Linked DNA regions of Danio rerio: region 1 is linked to region 2. The links are chromatin contacts, called in public Micro-C maps. All regions are on one chromosome and are shown on one strand. The core of a region is the stretch at or near the end of the contact, and the rest is flanking DNA. Distances in the headings are between cores, read along the strand shown.

Evidence for each region. A called contact is a pair of places that touch in the nucleus more often than the background predicts.
Region 1: a contact with region 2 is called in a Micro-C map of caudal fin, with 5 times the contacts expected there. The contact joins two enhancer-like sites. A contact is called at or near these places in 3 of 18 Hi-C or Micro-C datasets (caudal fin, embryo and hematopoietic stem cells).

The regions. Positions count from the first base shown.
Region 1 is chr18:14,656,542-14,659,845 of GRCz12tu, reverse strand. It overlaps gan (gigaxonin), which reads left to right. Exons shown (of 12, transcript XM_073929911.1): 12 at 1-3,304. Among named protein-coding and RNA genes, the nearest start is that of cmip, 18 kb to the right of the region's middle. Within about 2 kb of position 1,260, at least 6 of the 62 cell types and tissues checked have an H3K27ac peak or open chromatin away from gene starts, as enhancers often do.
Region 2 is chr18:14,594,780-14,598,056 of GRCz12tu, reverse strand. It overlaps cmip (c-Maf inducing protein), which reads left to right. Exons shown (of 21, transcript XM_073929910.1): 16 at 1,110-1,250; 17 at 1,452-1,499. Among named protein-coding and RNA genes, the nearest start is that of si:ch211-260p9.3, 36 kb to the right of the region's middle. Within about 2 kb of position 1,291, at least 3 of the 62 cell types and tissues checked have an H3K27ac peak or open chromatin away from gene starts, as enhancers often do.

The DNA.
Region 1 (3,304 bases), core at 11-2,510, 62 kb before region 2:
GAAGGAAAAATCATGGTTTGGGGTTACATTCAGTATGGGGATGTGTGAGAGATCTGCAGAGTAGATGGCAAGATCAACAGCTTGAGGTATCAAGACATTTGTTCTGCCCATTACATTACAAACCACAGCAAAGAAGGTCAAAGTGCTTCAAGATTGGCCAGCCTAGTCAACAGACATGAACATTATTGAGCATTCCTGGGGTAAGATGGAGGAGGCAAAGAATCCAAGATGAATTCAAAGAATCTTGATGAACTCTAGGAGTCCTGCAAGAATGCTTTCTTTGCCATTCCAGATGACTTTATTATAAGATATTAAGTTATTGCAGAGATTTATGGATACAGTCCATACGCAATATTAATTTTTTTTGTCCACTGCACCATGACTTTATATTCAAAACTGTACATTATTTCTTTTAAGTGACAAGACTTTTGTCCAAGCAAAGTCAGACCTTACTGTCCTAATTAAATAATTAAATATCAAGGCATGATCACATTTTATTTTGGTAAAATAAGCGTAATCTAGAGGCCTTTGCCTTTCATATAAGCCACTTCATTCCAAATGATCACCTAGAAGTCAAGTTATTATTTGTTGTTCCTAAAACTTGGATAGCCGACAAGACTTTTGTCAGGTAGTGTATATATATAATTTTTTACACATAAAATAAAACGTGGAATTGTACATGTTTGCCTGATGCCTTTTTTTATATCCCATTCTTATTAACGTTTCCATTATAAATTGTAATCTTAATTAACTTTATCATTAAGCAAATTCTGCCTTACAACGTGCAAGTATCATTACTTTGTTTTAAAAAAAGCTCCTTATGTTTCATTTATGCAAAAAAAAATGCTGTTAAAAATCCAGCTATAGGATTATTTGTATTGAACATGAGTATTTTATTTCAAAGAGTGTTTTTAAGGTGAACATGATATAAATAAGCACTTTTAGTGTTAAGTTTGTTTAATAAATGTTAAGCATCTTAAAAGTTAGCCCTTAGTTAAATAGGAAAAAGCAAGATATTTGGAGCTACAAGGGCAAGAATATAACAAGTTTACATTTTTACCTTTTCTGTAGGTGTTATATTGTCAAACTGAAAATAGGCAGCGGTGGATATTTGCATATTTGACGTGTCTGCCTGTCTGAACTGATTCAATTTTGCTGTTGGTCTTGTATCCAGGGACTCAAAACACCACAGCATGTCAGAAATAGCTGCAAGTCGCTGGTCTCACCCTTACGCGGCGAGATGTATTTTGTGAATGACCTCTGAACTGGCTTTCCTGTCAGTGTGGACGGTTTTGGCATCTGGTGACCCCATTTGTTCTGTGCATGATTCAGCTGCTGCTGTCTGTTCTAATTGAAGCGATGAACATTGCATATTCACTACCGTGGAAATGCACACCAATAGCAGGAAGAAATACACTACCCGGTCAAAGGTTTGGGATCAGTTTATATTGTTTAAAAGACGGCTATTCTGCTCACCAATGTTGCATTTATTTGGCCAAAAACACAGTAAAAAATTGGGAAATATTAGAAATGAAATATATATTGCATGTAGTTTAAAATAATATATATTCCTATGATTTAAAAGCTAGATTTTCAGAACTCTTACTACAGTTTAGAGTCACGTGATCTTTCTGATTTGATGATCTGCTGCTCAATTATTATTATTATTATTACAAGTGGTGAAAACTGTTGCGCTGCTTCTTTTTTTTTGTGGAAACTAACATTACTACTCAAAAGTAAGATTAAAAATATAACAAATTAAATTGTTCAATACATTTTAATAGAATTGTTTCATGAATGAAAATAAAGATATTTATAATGTTACATAATTATGAAATAATTAATTAGTGCTGTTATTTTTAGCTTTCTTTTCATTAAAAATATCTTAAAAAGTAGGGCCACATGTTTATTGAAATTATCAAAATATGTACAGTATATCACAATAAACATGATTGCAATATCACAATAAATTAGTGATTTAATACAGGAGTATCCTATGCCATTGATATCCTAAAAAGTAGGGCTGTGCAATATATCAAAATTATTGAAATAATGCAAATGTGCCTATTACGATATACATTTTGCAATGGTTTGCGATAAATTTGTGATTTAATACATGAATATCTTTGTGTGTCTTTGATATATTAAAAAGTATAGCTGAACAATATATCGAAATAATCGCAAATGTGAGTATCCTTGTGTGTCATTTGATATCCTAAATTGCACAATGTATCAAAATTTTTAAAATATCGCAAATGTACTTATCACGATATAACTACCGCAATGCTTTGCGAAAAATGGTGATTCAATGAGTATCTTTCGTCTAAAAAGTATGGCTGAACAATATTTCGAAATATCGCAAATGTACTTATTACGATATTCATATCGCAATGATTTCCGCTGAATTTGTTTTTTAATAGAAGAATTTCTTTGTGTCATTGTCATTGATATCCTAAAAAATATGGTTGAAAAATATATCAAAATGTTTTAAATGTGCTTATCACGAATATCGCAAAACTCTTGCGTTAAATCTCAAATTTATCGCAAATCATTTTAACGTGATTTAACTTGAGAGTATCTCTGAGTGCCATTGGTATCCTAAAAGTTTGGGCTGCGAAATGATCGAAATATAACAAATGTTCATGTCGCTGTGGTTTGCGATTTTTAAATTCGCTAAAAAAAAATTTCTTTTTTTAAAAATCTGTAACAGTTTTAAAATGGATGCTGAAATATGATCAAGCGATGTTAAGAAAACAATAAGTCTGCAAAGAATTAAGAGATTTTTATTTATTTATATATGTTGGTATACATAGTTACAATGCCTGATCTGTTTCATCTTCTAGAAGATTGTAGTTATGCTTTCTTTTTCTTCAAATATTATGAAACGTATGTTGGTTATAACATTCTTTAAAGTAATAATAATAATAATAATAATTTCTTACATTTATGTTGCACTTTTCTGGACACTCAAAGAGCTTTACATATTTTTGGGTGGACTCCCATATTGCACCAGAGCAGCCATATTGCACCAGACCGCACACCAGCTGATTGGTGGAGAGGAGAGAATGTGATGAAGACAGTGTGTTGTTATCATATGGGTATGTTAGATGGCCATAATGGACAGGACAGTGGGCAAATTTGGTCAGGATGCCGGAGTTAAACCCATACTCCTTTTCGAAGGACATCCTGGGCTTTTTAATGACCACAGAGAGTCAGGACCGCAGTTCAACGTCTCATTTGAAAGACGAGACGCTGAAGGACACTGAGCAGTTTAGACTCCTTTTCACTATACTGGGGCGCTAAG
Region 2 (3,277 bases), core at 42-2,541:
GCCAAAAATTCAAGTGGTGCTCGCTGCAGAGCCATTTGAGGAGAGCTGAGCTCCAGCGAGGGGGAGCTTAAGCTTGAGCTCCACCTTTTTTGAACTTCTTCTACGAGTGATGTCACTGGGGGTAGGGTTAGGGGTGGGGTTGGTGTACGCATTAAAACAGCTTACAGGAGGAGGAGCGACAGCTCATGCTCCCACTCGCTGGAGCTCAGCTCTCCTCAAATGGCTCTGCAACGAGCACCCTCTCCAAAAATTGAACTTTTTGATATAGAAAACACACTCGGAAACAATGGAAAACAAAATCTTTAAAGGAAACAGTGTACTTTATAACATAATTTTCAGCCTATTTTCATTTTGATAATAATTTAACAGACACTAAAAATTTTGAGGCGTCATGTAGCTTCATATTTATATGATCATCATTTTCACTGTATGCATAACAAAATGGAGCCTGTAACATATAGGCCTCCTTTCATTTTCATTGAAAATGCGAAACATAGGCCTACCTTCTCTTTTGCTGAATATTAGTTTTAATAATCAATGCTGATCATTATAAAACCATAACGTACAATAATCTTATACAATATAGTAAATAAATGCAAGCAATCAGTCAAATGTGCAGAATAAGTGTATGCGGTTACATTACAAGCACCGAAGAATTTTTTGAGTGCATGTTTTAGGGCCTTAAAAGGCAAACATTTGAAAAAGATATTGTTCTCGAATCTGAATAAACTATACAAATTCTGTGAAAGTAGCAAGACATGAAGATAGATGTTATGTGCTCGGTGTATAGGCTTGTGAGCACTTTACAGTAATGCTTATTTGGCACTATTATGAATGTCACAATAACTTTGATATCATTTCGACTATTATTAATGTCACAGTAACTTTATAAATGTAACTAACCTTTTTTAACCATTTTTGAGGAATTTACATGCAACAAACTGCGTGTTGTTGAATAAAATCGACAGTTTTAGCAATTTAGAATAGTCCCACAGAGTCCATTAATACAGTATATGTGTAATATTATCTACAGTATGTGTTGAAAATTAAGTCCTGGTGACCTTGCACATAGGACACAACATTCATCCTTGTGTGTGTATGTTGTGCAGATCTTGTGTTTGATGCTGGAGTATAACATCATCGAGAACAAGGACACCCAGCTTCAGATCATCTCCACCCTAGAGAGTACCCAGGTCGGCTTGCGCATGTACGAGCAGCTGTGCGACAGACAGAGGGAGCTTAAAGAACTGGTGAGCGTGCAAATGGAGACTTCGATAAGACCACGCACAGCCACTGCTGGCGTCACAGTCTGAGATCAGACTCTTAGTTAAAAGCGGTGCTCCCATTAACACAGAAAGACACAAGTGACCCATTTACAAACTTTCTAGTTTTACTCTTGTAACTCACAAGCTCCACCTGCTGTTTAAATGAATCTCTATTTCTCTGTTTAGCAAAGAAAAGGAGGACCTACTCGACTCACTCTGCCCTCAAAATCTACGGTGAGTCTGTGTTTGTGGAAACTGCAATGTGTATTTGTGGATGTTGTTGTTTTCCTTGTGAAACCATAAAGGGCTGGGTGATTTTACAAAAATCTCCTCACATATAAGTCAATTTATATCCTGATAACGATATATATCATTATATGGTACCATTTGTATATATATATATATATATATATATATATATATATATATATATATATATATATATATATATATATATATACATTTGAAGTCAGTATTATTAGCCCCCCTTTGATTTTTAAAAAAATATATTTTCCTAATGATGTTTAACAGATTCAGGAAATTTTCACAGTATGTCTGATAATATTTTTTCTTCTGGAGAAAGTCTGATTTGTTTTATTTTGGCTAGAATAAAAGCAGTTATTTTTTTATTAAAATTATTATGTTTAGAAATGTGTTGAAGAAATCAGTGAAACAGAAATTGGGGAAAAATAAACGGGGGGGGGGGGGGGTGAATAATTCTGACTTCAAATGTATGTTTACGTGTACGTATATGTAGAAAATGTCATACATTTCTAAAACAATATTTTAGCCCTTAAAAAGTCTTAAATTTACTGATATGTTGTCTAGTAGGTCTTAAATTATTTTTAACTGGTCTAAATTTTTCTCTGTCCAAATAAACAGGCCGAAATCCATTGAATCATCAACAATCCATCTCAATAAAACTTTTTTTTATATTTAAGTTTTTATTTTTATTGCAAAAAGATCCAATTTACAATAGCTATTTGACTTTTTTTTTACAGCATTTTCTCTAAATTGAATTTTCTTATCAGGGAAAGAAACCTTAAAACTATTACACAATTCCTTATTATAATAACAGAGCCACTTATCACTTTGCGTGATACATTATACTCGGTCAATTTGGACCAAAAGTTAACAAATGTATATTTTTGATCATTTATGTCATTGTCTCCATAATAAATATACTTTTAACAATGTTAAATTTGTTATAAAAGAAAGTGTTTACAACTAGAGTTTTCTTGTTTTGACACATTAAAATATGTTGCTAAGAAATAATTACATTAGATTTATTTATTTTTGGCAACCAACCGGGCAAATAGAAATAATTATTATTGTTTAGCCCTGTATAAGTCTAAAATTTTATTTATAATGGTCTTAAAAGGGTCTTTAAAAGTCTTAAGTTTGACTTGATTAAACCTGCGGAAACCCTAATAAAGGACTGTTTCTTTTTTGTTTTACATTTTAAAGTATATACTCAGAAATATACTTACTTTATTTAAAAAATATAAAAAAAAAAACTTAAAAAAAAAATTATCATTACAGGTCCAACATAAATAAATAAATATATAAATAAATATATAAATAAAATAGATTACTGGCAAGACGTCTTATTCTCTTTAAGTGTTAAAAATCTTTAACAAGATGTAGCGATCCTTTTTAGATTATCTGCTGGCTAACTCTCTTGATCCTTAAAGCTGAGCACTTATTCATACATTCATTTTGTTCACATTTTTTATTGATTTAATTAATTTTTTTCTTGTTGTTAAACTGTTTATTTGTTTACTCAATTTATTCTATTTATTTATTTTATTTATTCTTCCCATTAAAAAGAGAGAGGAGAGCGTTCATAAGGGCAGTGTTGTTAAACAATAATACAAAATGAATGTTATCATGCAGAAAATCCGATAAATAAAAAAGAAAGAAAAAGTATTACCATAACAATGTATTTTGTAACATCATGAAATAAACGATCATAGTATGAAACGGCAGAGCTTTTATTTTGTCCATATGAT